2 separate regions of the Gossypium hirsutum genome follow, and region 1 is linked to region 2. A link is a contact called in public Hi-C data. All regions are on one chromosome and are shown on one strand. Each heading gives the region's core, a stretch centred on a gene start, on an enhancer-like site or on the middle of the called end of the contact. The rest is flanking DNA. Distances are from core to core; before and after follow the strand shown. Region 1 holds the start of LOC107960617 (GDSL esterase/lipase At1g29670-like). Region 2 holds the start of LOC107957510 (ras-related protein Rab7).

Evidence for each region. Hi-C and Micro-C count contacts between places; a contact is called where the count stands out from the background.
Region 1: a Hi-C map of leaf shows a contact between it and region 2, with 2.8 times the contacts expected there. The contact joins the promoter of LOC107960617 here to the promoter of LOC107957510 in region 2. A contact is called at or near these places in 5 of 34 Hi-C or Micro-C datasets (callus and leaf).

The regions. Positions count from the first base shown.
Region 1 is chrA05:31,609,148-31,615,435 of Gossypium_hirsutum_v2.1, forward strand. LOC107960617 (GDSL esterase/lipase At1g29670-like) reads left to right here and starts at 3,561. Exons shown (of 2, transcript XM_016896935.1): 1 at 3,561-3,729; 2 at 3,800-4,035. The coding sequence starts at 3,561. The coding sequence ends at 4,035. It overlaps LOC107957502 (a long non-coding RNA gene), which reads left to right and starts at 1,131. Exons shown (of 2, transcript XR_001700473.2): 1 at 1,131-2,118; 2 at 2,377-2,678.
Region 2 is chrA05:31,299,307-31,305,195 of Gossypium_hirsutum_v2.1, forward strand. It overlaps LOC107957510 (ras-related protein Rab7), which reads right to left and starts at 2,321. Exons shown (of 8, transcript XR_001700475.2): 1 at 2,005-2,321; 2 at 1,868-1,894; 3 at 1,579-1,678; 4 at 1,310-1,456. LOC107957509 reads left to right here and starts at 4,409. Exons shown (of 2, transcript XM_016893030.2): 1 at 4,409-5,002. The coding sequence starts at 4,541.

The DNA of each region.
Region 1 (6,288 bases), core at 2,311-4,810, 310 kb after region 2:
AAATTCTTCTCTATATTTTCACAAATAGAAAGTACGACCATTTTTAAAATTTTATTTATCTAAATATTATAAAAACTATAATGTATTTAATATATGTTTTTATATTTGTTTTGTTTAATATTATATTTAATATAGTTTATTAACATGTGATTATAAATAACTTTCAAGCAAATAATCTTGAGAAATAATTCAAGAAGTGACTGTAGAGACAAGTCTTTACAAATATTTATATTCTAACACGCTTGATTATGCAAAGATGTAAAGATATATTGGACAAATATGATAAAGAGTTATTGATGTCCGGACAAAATGGGCCGAGAGAGTTAAGAAAAATGTAGCTATTAACAATGAGTTGTATGATAAAGAGATGTGTTAATTTCTACAGTAGATGGTCTTTATGCTAAAAGAAGTCCATCGATTTATTAAAATCTTAAATTAGTACGACAATGCATGAAATGGAAAATGATAGTAGTACTAACTACACTTAAAGTTCTAAAGCTAATGGTTTCAATTGGTAAGAATTACTAATTGCAACAAATAATGATTAGTCCTCTCTCGCTAATGATGGATTGATACCTACAGAATTCAAACAAACAATTCTTCGCTAAGTCCCTTTCACCTTTCGATCTCAAATAATTAATTGAAGTGCTAAAATAAAATCTCCTCTCAATCTCATTCATTTAAACCTAATCAAATCAATACATACTTGATAGGATGTCCTCTCATCCTATTCCATCTAAAATTTCACTCAAACTTTGTCAATTTTGAGTGATAAACACAATTGATTTAATCTAATCCATGCATTCAAATTAACAAAATGCATACAATCAGATCAACAGTAATCAAGACAACCAATCACCTAAAGGATTTAGTTCATATCCAAGGCAATTACAATCGTACGATAAAATTCCATTTCATTCAATATAATGAAATTAAAGGAAAATTAGTTCTTGAATTATGTTCCCAGAGAAACCAATCGGGTCGCTGACGCTTTGGCTAAAAAGGCCTTGTCAAGTGGTAATTCATTGCGTATTATCGAGTCTCCTCCTATCAGGATTAAAGATATTTTGCAGAAAGATAATTTTGTTAATAATTCCCTCATGAATCGTCTTATGTAATCATTGTTTCATTCACCCAAAAAAATTTAAAGGAAAATAAAAAAAAAGTTTAAGAAATGCTCGTTAAAATGAGAAATCCTTGGCTTGAGAAGTCCAATTGTATTCAATCCACGCAAAGTCTTGATGCCCAATAACATTAAACACCAATTGAGGGTAGAAAATGGAAAAATCTGTCAATTGACTATAAATTCTACCCTAGAAATGCAATAAGCAAAAACTAAAAATAAAATTTGTTGACGGAAATTATCTCTACTTTGATGTCTTTCTTTTGTTGATTATAAAGTGATATTTATAATAAAACCCTAATTAATAATTCAATTACATTAATGCCCTCAATATAATTATCAAATTAAGGCATTTTTTATTCAATTTTCCATTGACTACCCCAAATAATGATATCAGATTCTGCAGTTACGAAAGGCGTTGTTGCGACAATGGGATCCATGGTCGCGAAAATGGACTGTCTGTTCCCCAAAACTTGCTCTAATTAGTTGATCATTATTGCAACGCTGAAGTTTCATGGTTGCAACAACAATCTCTCTGATTGCCTCTTAGCTCCAGTTAGAGCCTTCGTGGTCACAAGAAGAACTTGTAATGGTCGCAACAATGGTTTAGTTGAGGAAACTCTTTGGCAAGTCGACAAGGTCGTAGTCGTGAAAAGACATCTCATGGTCGTGACAAGGAAGTGCTTTCCTTGTGTTCCTCTATTAACCTCACTCGATTAAGCTCTACAATGCCCTTTGCACACTTTTAAGTCCATATATGAAGGAAATTAACTATTTATTCAAAATTGAACAAAAACTTACCAAAAACAACATTTAAACTAAATCCTAACACAGTCGGCGAACCCTAATCCCCTTTTGCGTAAACACCGATCCACCACCACAGTCGGCGACCAGCGTATTCGAGCTTTGGGAGATGGTTTTTCAGCCTTGAGATCCCTCTTTCGGCATCGATTTCAACGAAGCAAAAAAAAAGAAATCTATGGCCTATTCGCAAGGTAAGACCCTCCTTCACTTTTTCTTTGTTTTCTAACACAATGACGAAAGATTTGAAGGAAAATAAATCGCAAGGAAATGCTAGAACTTGAAGAAACTTAAACAGAAATCACCTTCAAATTTTTGAATGCTTTCTTTCTATTCAGTATGCGTAAAAAAATAAATGAAGAAGTTCTTGGCTTTATAGTCGAAATCCGAAAGAATAAAAAAAATACAAATTTTTCCTTCGTGTTTGCTGTCGTTCTCTTGTATGTTTGCAGGTATGGAGGTACGGGGCTAGCTGTGGTGGTACGTGGCACTCGGCGTGGGGCGTACGGAGGTGTGCTGGAGGTCGTACGGCGCTTGGAGGCTGAAGGCTGCTATGGCGCATCGAGGGGGACCCTAGGGTTTCTGTGAATGTCAAACTCTTGGGCCATTTGGGCCTGCTTTGTTGTGTAATATTGGGCTAGGATTAATTTGGGTCCTTGTAATTATTTTGGGCCGATGGACTGTCTTTGTTGTAAATGGGTTATAATATTTGGACTGTTATAATATTTTTATTATAACTTATTCTCTTTTTTTTTGTTTGTACGGGCCCGGGCTAAAATTGGGCCTTACAAGCCAAATTTTATTTATTGAGTATATTATTTTAGGAAAATTAACTAATAATTAAATTTGAGTATAATTACATGTAAATATAAATATTTGACATATTTGAATAATCATTCTAACTAGTACATTCCATGGATTTCAGTTACACTCTTCAATTCTTATGGGGAGTTAAGAATTGAAGTAATTATGAGTAGTTACAAGTAATTACAGTCAAATTCAATTACCATAAGACTTTTCAAGTACACCTGTACATATTTAAATTTAAGAAGCTATTTTTATACAATAATGATAGAATATTTTATTTTTTTAGGACATATATTTGATATTTGTAAATGTAATTAAATATTATATTACTAATCCCATTTAGATAATCTTCAAATTTTATTAACAAAAGATAATTTTGTTCATTTTGATCTACTAAATATTTAACTAAAGTATGTAGGATTTATTATTAATTAATTATATTTGGTCAAAGATCAACCGATAATGACAAAGAGTATATGTATAATGTTAGATTGAGAAGAACTCAATAAATATAGAATGCTAGAGTAATTAGATTAAATTAGATATAATATTATTATTTATTAATAGCTTTATTGTTAAATACTTTCTTAAACTAACATATTACATTCAATGATTTGATTTTTAAACTTTGTTATTTGTTTAGAAAATATTTTTTTTTTATAATTTAAATTTATGTAGTTAAGTAATTACAATTTCTACTCTCAAATATAACATATGATTAACAAATCCGATAATTGTTGAATTATTACAGAGGTTGTACAGATTAGGAGCAAGGAAGTTTGTATTGATATCAATATATCCAATTGGATGTTCTCCAATGCTGAATGCAATGCGTAAAAATGGGTGCATCGAAGTTATGAACGAGGCGGCGGTTCTCTTCAATAATGAGTTGAAATCAATAATAGACGGGGCTAAATCCGACATGCCAACTTCTAATCTTGTTTTGGTCAACTCTTACAATAGTGTAACTGATATCATCCAAAACCTTTATTCCAGAGGTAAGAAAATAATAATTAAGTAGGAGACTGAATCAGTTTGATTTAAAATATGATGATATTGTGTTTACAGGTTTCAAAGATGCTAACAGTCCATGTTGTGAAGTGGTGCCATTGAGACAATTAGCAGGCAATGGAATTTCATGCAAGAAAGGTGGGAGGATATGTATGGACAGGAGTGCTCATGTGTTCTTCAATGGGCTTCATCCCACTGAAAAAGTGAACGTGGAAATAGCAATCAAGGCTTTCACTTCTAAACGTAAAACCGAAGTTTATCCCATTAATGTTAATCAACTTGCCCAACTTTAAGTTACATTTCCAAGCTTCACATGTATGTATATCGTTTCCCATGACTTTCTTCTACTTGTGGGGATTGTATATTTCGACCTTAATCAAACACGAATAAATTTAAATTAAGGTCCTCTTTAAAACTTTCCAAAAAGATGTGGGTCGGGCCGAGCTTTTTATGAAATTGTGAACAGGGTTCCTAGGAGGGTGCATACCCTACAAAATCTTTGTCCCCTACACTCTAATAATCAACTTCCTTTCGTTCAATACTCCATTTCCAAGCTAGCAATTAGCAACTTCTGCTCTTGCGAAGGTGGTGTTATATTTAAGTTATATCTTAAATTTTTTATAAAAATAAATTTAAAAAGACTAAGTTCGGGCAGATCGGAGTCTCATTTCAATGAGTTTTGGCCCACACACCTCTAAGAGGAGGGATAAGTTCCCAGCTATAGTCACTGCCATGCCCCTTTTTAAAAAGCCTCGTCTTGAGATCAGATTCCCTTGCTCTACTAGTAGCAGGTTTTTATTCCTATCATCTTTTTGAGAATTCAACATCCAGTTCATAGAGATCAAATGAACTAAAATTATTAAAATAAATGTTTCCTAACAAATTGAAAATATATTAAAAATATATATTTATACCTAAATAACACTAGTATAGTTACAACTTAACAAGTAAATGCCTCTAAAATGGAAGCAAACGTAACAATAAAATAAGAGATATATAATATCCAAACAATAACAATAATATAGTAGCAATATAATAGCAAAATGACAACAAAACAACAGTAAAACAGCAGCAAAAGAATTTTTTGAACCAAATTCCGGCTTGGCCTGGACCGTTTAGAAAACGAGCCTTATTTTTTGTCCAAACTCATTTTCAGGCATATATTTTTATCTAAACTCTCCCACTTTTCAAGTGAACCTTCCGACCTTAGCAGGTGGCCTGACCGGTTTATATAGTAGTACAAGTTTAAGAGAACAAAATTACTCTTCATTATCTATAATATATATTAAAGCATGAGATTGGAAAATTTTTTAACTAATGAGAATACTATTTATTTTCTATCATATTTATTACTAAATTTACATTTTAAAATAATTATAATATTTAAATTAGAGTTATTAATAAAAAATTAAAATAAAATAGAAGTTGAGATAATTATACATTTAAAAATAATTATAATTTATTTTACAATTATTAATAAAAATTATGCTAACTTTAAAATATTTTAAAATAGATTTATTATTTGAATAGTATAATAAGCATTTTAATTATCACTTAACTAATATTAGAGTTAATTATATTAATTGGTTCTTATTTTTTCTATTATAATATTTGAATTGTTAAATTAATATATTTTAATTAAATTCAATAATTCAAATAAAAAATATTATTCACACTAATTACTGAAATTATAATACAATATTTAAAAAATTAATTAAATATTAAAGGTGTAAAATCATTTACAACATATGTTACATTAGAAGCTAGTACTATTAAATTAATATTTGAATAATAATTTTTAAATAAAAAATAATAATATTTTTGATAAAATCATAACAATATATTTAAAAAATTAATAATTAAACAAATTCATATAGCAAGTCTTATAGCATTTGAAGAACTCTTACAACACTTAATTAGTAGTAATTCCAGCTCAAAAAAATTTAATAGTGGATTAATTTAATAATTAAAAAATTACAATGATAAAAGAATAAGCTACGTACTTAATTTAATTTAGTACTCTTATAGTATAAACCATAATGTTAAAAATTAATATTGTGTCCATAAGTAAACAATATAAAAAACCAATTCTTTTGAAAATCACTAAGAGGAAATAGGGGTAATTTAGATATTAAAAGTTAAAGAACAATTTAAATATTTTAACAAAATATAATTAATTATTTTAATTATTATATTTTATTTTATTTATTTATGCTTTTATTTTTTTCTATTTATTATAATTTAGGTAGTATTTTCTTGTTTAAAAAATTAAAGAATATAGTTTTGACAAAAAATTAAAGTGAAAATAAAATTGTATCAATTTAAAACTTTAATTTTCTGATTATATCTATTTTTTTGAGATAATACCTAGAATTATCGATAGCTCCTCCTCAACCCATAAATAGGAAGATAATGCGCTTCAACGCACTCGAATTGATGTCCTATTGCATTAGCAACAATGCCCATGTCAATCAAGTTAAAACTCAATCGAATTAATTCCGCAAAATAATAATAAATAAACAAGTAGCATACTTAATTTTATTTAG
Region 2 (5,889 bases), core at 1,071-3,570:
AACAGAACAGCCGAATGGCAACAAACAATATCAATAAGAAAACCAATATGAACATTTCAGTTTATAAAACTCACTCCACTGAAAAGAGGCAATTTTCCACCTAAAGATTGGGTAAGCAATTAAAAATTCTCTGTTTCTTTCCTGTTCAAAAAGTGTAAAAGTTAATAATCCTGAAATGAACCAAAAGAAGGCGAACTGAAAAGGCAAAGATAAAATCAGTTATGACAACATGAGTGAGGTCAAAATTATAGAAAAAAGAAAGTGAAAAAAAAGAATCAGTGAGTCCACAACCACAATCTGAAAAACTAGGTTGAATAGCGTATTTGAATTTGTGCAACCAATAATAATTCCAGTGTCAGTATAAGCAAGAATTTGGAAGCATACACCCCTAACAAGAAAAATCTCATGTTTCTTTTAAATTTACTTCATGTCATGTGCGCTTTGAATAAGTACCACCCTTTACCCTAAGAAAACAAATTTTCAAAACAAATTTCCTTCTTTGTAACAGATTGGCAAGAATGTCTATGGCAAAATCTATTAGAGCGGTTTCAACCTTTGAGTGTATCCACAAGCCATTGCTTCAACAAGAGCTTAACGATGTAAAGAAAATTTTAAGGTGAAAATAAGAATAAACATCTCAGGTTCCACATTTTTCTGAACTCTCTAGATATTTATGGCTAAACTGAAGCAGCTATCTCAAACTCCAGCAATCCACTAGTCTAGAGTAAATCACTTAAGTAGGCTACATAGATAATGATATTGGAGAAATTAAGGCCATAAAGAAAACGAACAAATTCAAACTCAAAATCAACTACAAAACCATTAGAGTTTCAAATAAAAAAAAATCTAGTAGAAAAGGATGGTTGTCAGCATTGATGTGAACGAAGAACATGCATGCCAAAGAGACAAAGAGAAAGAGAGAAGTTACAAGAAAATCAAAATTATAAATAAATAGTTACTTGATAGCTTATAAATAACTTGCAGTGTTGCAGGATGAATTCCATATTTAGTGAGGTTGGCACAGTTAACTTGGAATTGTATGCATTACTTGCCTACATTCCTTTGACCAAAAAAATATCTCTACGCTAGATTTATCATGGAAGGGGTAATAAAAGCTGTACGAGCCAATAAAACTAAAACACTGCACATTCTTATTGACATTATCATAATCGTGATAATGTTATAGAGGCATAAAACAACTTAAATTAAAAGCGCCATTCATCAAGACACGCCAAAACATAATTCACTAAAGAACTGAAACGATCAAGGAAAGTAAAATGAACAAATAGAGAAAGGGGCAAAGAAAAACCTGCTTAAGAAACTCATCATGCCAATTATCAAGGCTATCAAATGATTTCATCACATTAACATCATAAACTAGCACACAACAATCTGCACCCCTATAGAAGGCAACTCCGAGACTCTGAAACCGCTCCTGCCCTGCAGTATCCCATATCTATCCAATGCAATGCCACAAAAGAAAGGAAAAATAAAATAAAATACATAAACATACTATCCATGGAAACTTCAAAATTAAGTTAAGAAGAGTATAGAAATACTCAAAGATTAAAACCCTACTTGCAGAGAGACAAGGCGATCTTCAATCTGGAGTTCCTTAGTGACAAAATCAGCACCTATTGTTGCTTTATATTGCTGACTGAACTTCTTATGAACATATCTAAATTCAAGAAGTTAATTCTGACAACGACGTAACTTATAAAATCAACATTTAAATAAATAAACAAAAAAACTAACGACCTTAACACAAAGTTTAAGATCTAAAATTATCCCTAAAAAAAGAACAGAAAATTTACAAAAAAAAAAGGACTATGCGAAGATTAAAATTCAATTACTGTTGAAAGGATACTGATTCATCAATGACGTCTTACCCACCCTGAAATTGATAATAACCCATTAATCAAACAAATTTTAAGAAATCCAAAAATTCATCGTTTTAGTTGTAAAAAGAAAAAGCCATAGAAATTGAAATTGAGAACGACATACCCGCTATCGCCGAGAACAATGACCTTGAGCAAGGTTCGTCTTCGCATTGCCATGGCGGTAAAATTAACGGCAACTATTTGGTTTTGATTTATTAGATTTGATTTACCTTTTTTTTATAAAAAAAAAAACTTAATTATCACGCCTTTGAATTCTTTTGGGATGCTTTAAATTTATTGGTACAGCTCTATGGATTTACCTAATATATTTGTAAAAGCTATTGAAAAGAAATTTCCTTTTTTTTTCCTTCTTTACTTTGCTCCCTTTTCTGCACTAGAAATTTTTTTTTCCTTTTGGCTGAAAAGAAGCGCCAAATTTCCATTTCTTTTTCCATATTACTAGGTGAAATTATGTTTTTTTTTTCTGCATATTGTATTTAATTTAGTTTTTATATTTAATTTAAAATAATTTATTCTTTTATGAAATTAAAAAAAATGTTTATTTTTTAATATTTAAGGAATATTCTTTTGAACATATTTTTGTTTGTTTATATTTTTATACTAAGTTTAAAAAATTTATAATGATTTATTTGACTCAAAATGCTAAAAAAATCCTTAAGCATTCTTTTATTCAATTTTATGAAAAAAATTATTTTAATCATTTATTTAATTTTTTTAGCTATTAAACTTGTATTGTTTATCAAATTATCTAAAATAGATAATAAAAAAAATCTAATATTTGTTGATTTTACTGATGTAGCATTCATGTGGCAATCTACTTGTATGCTATGTTAGTAATTAATTAATGTTTTAAAATTAAAAATATCAAAAATGTATTTTTTTATATATTTTTTTAAATATTTAAAATTAATTAATTTTAAAAAATTAATTAATTATTGATTTGACATTTACTTGACAATCCATGTATAAAATTAACAAATGTGAATATTTTTTTATTTATTTTTAAAGAATTTGACAAACAGTATAAGTTTGAACACTAAAACAGATACAAAATTAAATTGAAAACTAATTTTTTTTAAAAAGTTGGAAACACCAAATAAGTAATTATATCTTTAAAAAATACATGCACAAAATAAAAATAAAGCCTAAAACATCATTATATTCATTATCTCAAATTTACCATTTTAATTAAAATTTTTCAAATTTTTTATAAGTTTATTATATCATTTTTTTCACCCATGTAATATAATCTAATTATTTATAGAAAATTTTGATTTAAATCACTGAAATTATTAAAAAAGTTTTGTTAATCGGCGACTGTGGAATTCCTTTTATAATCTTTAAAATAATTTAATAATTTCAATTTTCAAAACACATAATAACTATTATAATTGTACTTCTTGTAATATATGTTTGTAAACTTTAAATAGAATTATGCCACTAGAGCCTTAATATGGTTCGGGTAAGCTCATGAGAAAATTAGTGATTTTGTATGGTTTAATTTAATAAATTATTGAAGATTATAAAAATAAAAGATGTTTAAAAATTTAATTTAATTAATTTAATATCAATTTTTGAATTAATACCTTACAATTTTTTAATTTTTTAATCTGATCGATTGATCTAATCTAATTTAAACAATCATATGTCTAGAGACGAATTTTAGGATGGGGAGACAAAGATTTTGGCCTCTCAAAAAATAAAATAAAAATCAATTTAGTCTTATTATAAATAGAAAATTTATAAATTAATTTTAGTGAAATTATATTTTGGTCTTCTTAAATTGAAAATTTTTCAATTCAATCTTCTTATAAATAGAAAAATTATAAATTAATATATAATAAAATTACATTTTAACCCTCCTAAAAATAAAAAAATTTCTATTTAATACCTTAAAAGATGATGAATACATGATAAATTTATAATTTTTTAATGAAAAATTATAATTAAAATCTTGTCACTCCTTGAAGAAATTCTAAATTCAGCCGGGAGCATGCAGCTCAAACAAATCATACCGCCTTGCAGATGCTGTATCTCCAGCCTAATAAAACAAATTTGTGATCAGTGGGATTGGATAGACAATGAACCTGTTCTGTACAAATTCTTAATCACCCATACATAATGCTTCCATGGCATCATATGCACTGCCCTTAAAACAATCACATTATAAACAATCTACCCTCCAATCAAAACATACCACCAACTAGTTGCTTATTAAGCTTGGTTAAACAAGGAAAAATAATATTTCAGAAGAAAAAAAAAGCATTTGAGGGTTCGGCTCATGGAAATATATCTTTCATAAATTAAAAATAATAAAAAGAATTATTATATTTTTTATTTCACAAATAATTTTAAAAAAAATTTATTTTTTTATATTTTATTATACAACCAAATAATTTTCTATAAATGGGAAATAAAAAAATACACCTAGTATCAAAGACTAATATCTATTTATATTACTCTAATTTAATTTTATATTTTCCTTTTTAAAAGATAATTTACAACATTCTAGTATTTAAATATCACTATTTATTGGCGAAAAAACTCGAATACGAAGTCGGATAACAATATCGGTGTTGCGGTACACTGACTACAAATAGTATCCTTCTGATCATCTCTCTCTTCCTGATAGCCAAACGATGGCTGGTATTCCGATCAGATTCGGAATCATTGGGTGTGCCGAGATAGCCCGCAAAGTTTCTCGAGCTATCCAGCTTGCTCCTAACGCCACTGTCTCCGCCGTTGCCAGCCGCTCCTTCGACAAAGCCGCCAATTTCGCCAAGGCTAATGGCTTCCCACCTGACACCAAGATCTACGGCTCCTACGAGTCCCTTCTTGACGACCCCGACATCGACGCCGTTTATTTGCCTTTACCCACTAGCCTCCACCTCAAATGGGCTGTTTTGACGGCTCAGAAAAAGAAGCATCTGCTCACGGAGAAGCCCGTCGCCTTGAGCGTGGCCGAGTTTGATCAGATTCTAAAGGCTTGTGAAGAAAACGGGGTTCAGATTATGGACGGTACCATGTGGGTGCATAATCCCAGAACCCATAAAATGAAGCAGTTTTTAAACGACAAGGAGCAGTTTGGTCAGCTTAGAACGGTAAATACATTACTGGGTTCTGCTCATTTTAAGGTTTTTTCTTTTGTTTATGTAGTTCACCACTTTCCTGCTAGGCCATAGGAGATAGTTTAAAGCTCAATTTAAGGTGTCATATGCCTTATCATTTTAATATGTTAGGCAATGGAATGGCGTCATCTTCTTAATATCTATGAATATCCAATTCTGTAGGTGTATCTTGCCTTTCTAAATATTAGCAGCTTGTTTTACTTTAGAAATTGTATGTCTTTGTTTGGATGATCCTGTTAGATATTGTTTTTTTTTACTCAATTTAAAATGGGTTCTGTAGAGATGTGAAGAAGAGTTTGGTAAGATATGGGGTTAATGAGACAAAGGAAGCATAGAAATTGGGTTTTGTTTTAGGGCTCGGGTTTAATATTTGTCTATCGGTGCTTTGTGCTATTTGTCATCTTTATGATTATAGTATATGTTTCTCTGTCATCCATGTATGTAGGCAATTAATTAAGCCCATTAAATATAGCCTCTTGTGTGAATGAGTTGATGTCATAGATCCTATATTATTGTTCGTCCAGAACCTAGTGCTTTTCTTGAACTCCTCTTCAACTGAGCTTGTTATTGTTAAAACATGAAACACTTGTACTCAATGAATCAGAGCCTAGTTCCTTGTTGGACTGTGATTCGTTTATTTCTGTTGCGGGTTGTTTGGATTGTTTCGGGATGGAAAATCTAAAAACTTGTTGGTTTTAGATGGAGAAGAAAAACAAAACAGTACCGATGATCTAGATATGTGAATGTTCATTGTACCCAGTGATATGAACTTTCCTTTACCAACGAAGTGATATGAAGTTTTGAGTTTTTATAGCCACTGGAAATAAGCTTGCTTGTCTTTGTACTAAGGGTTTTGTAAA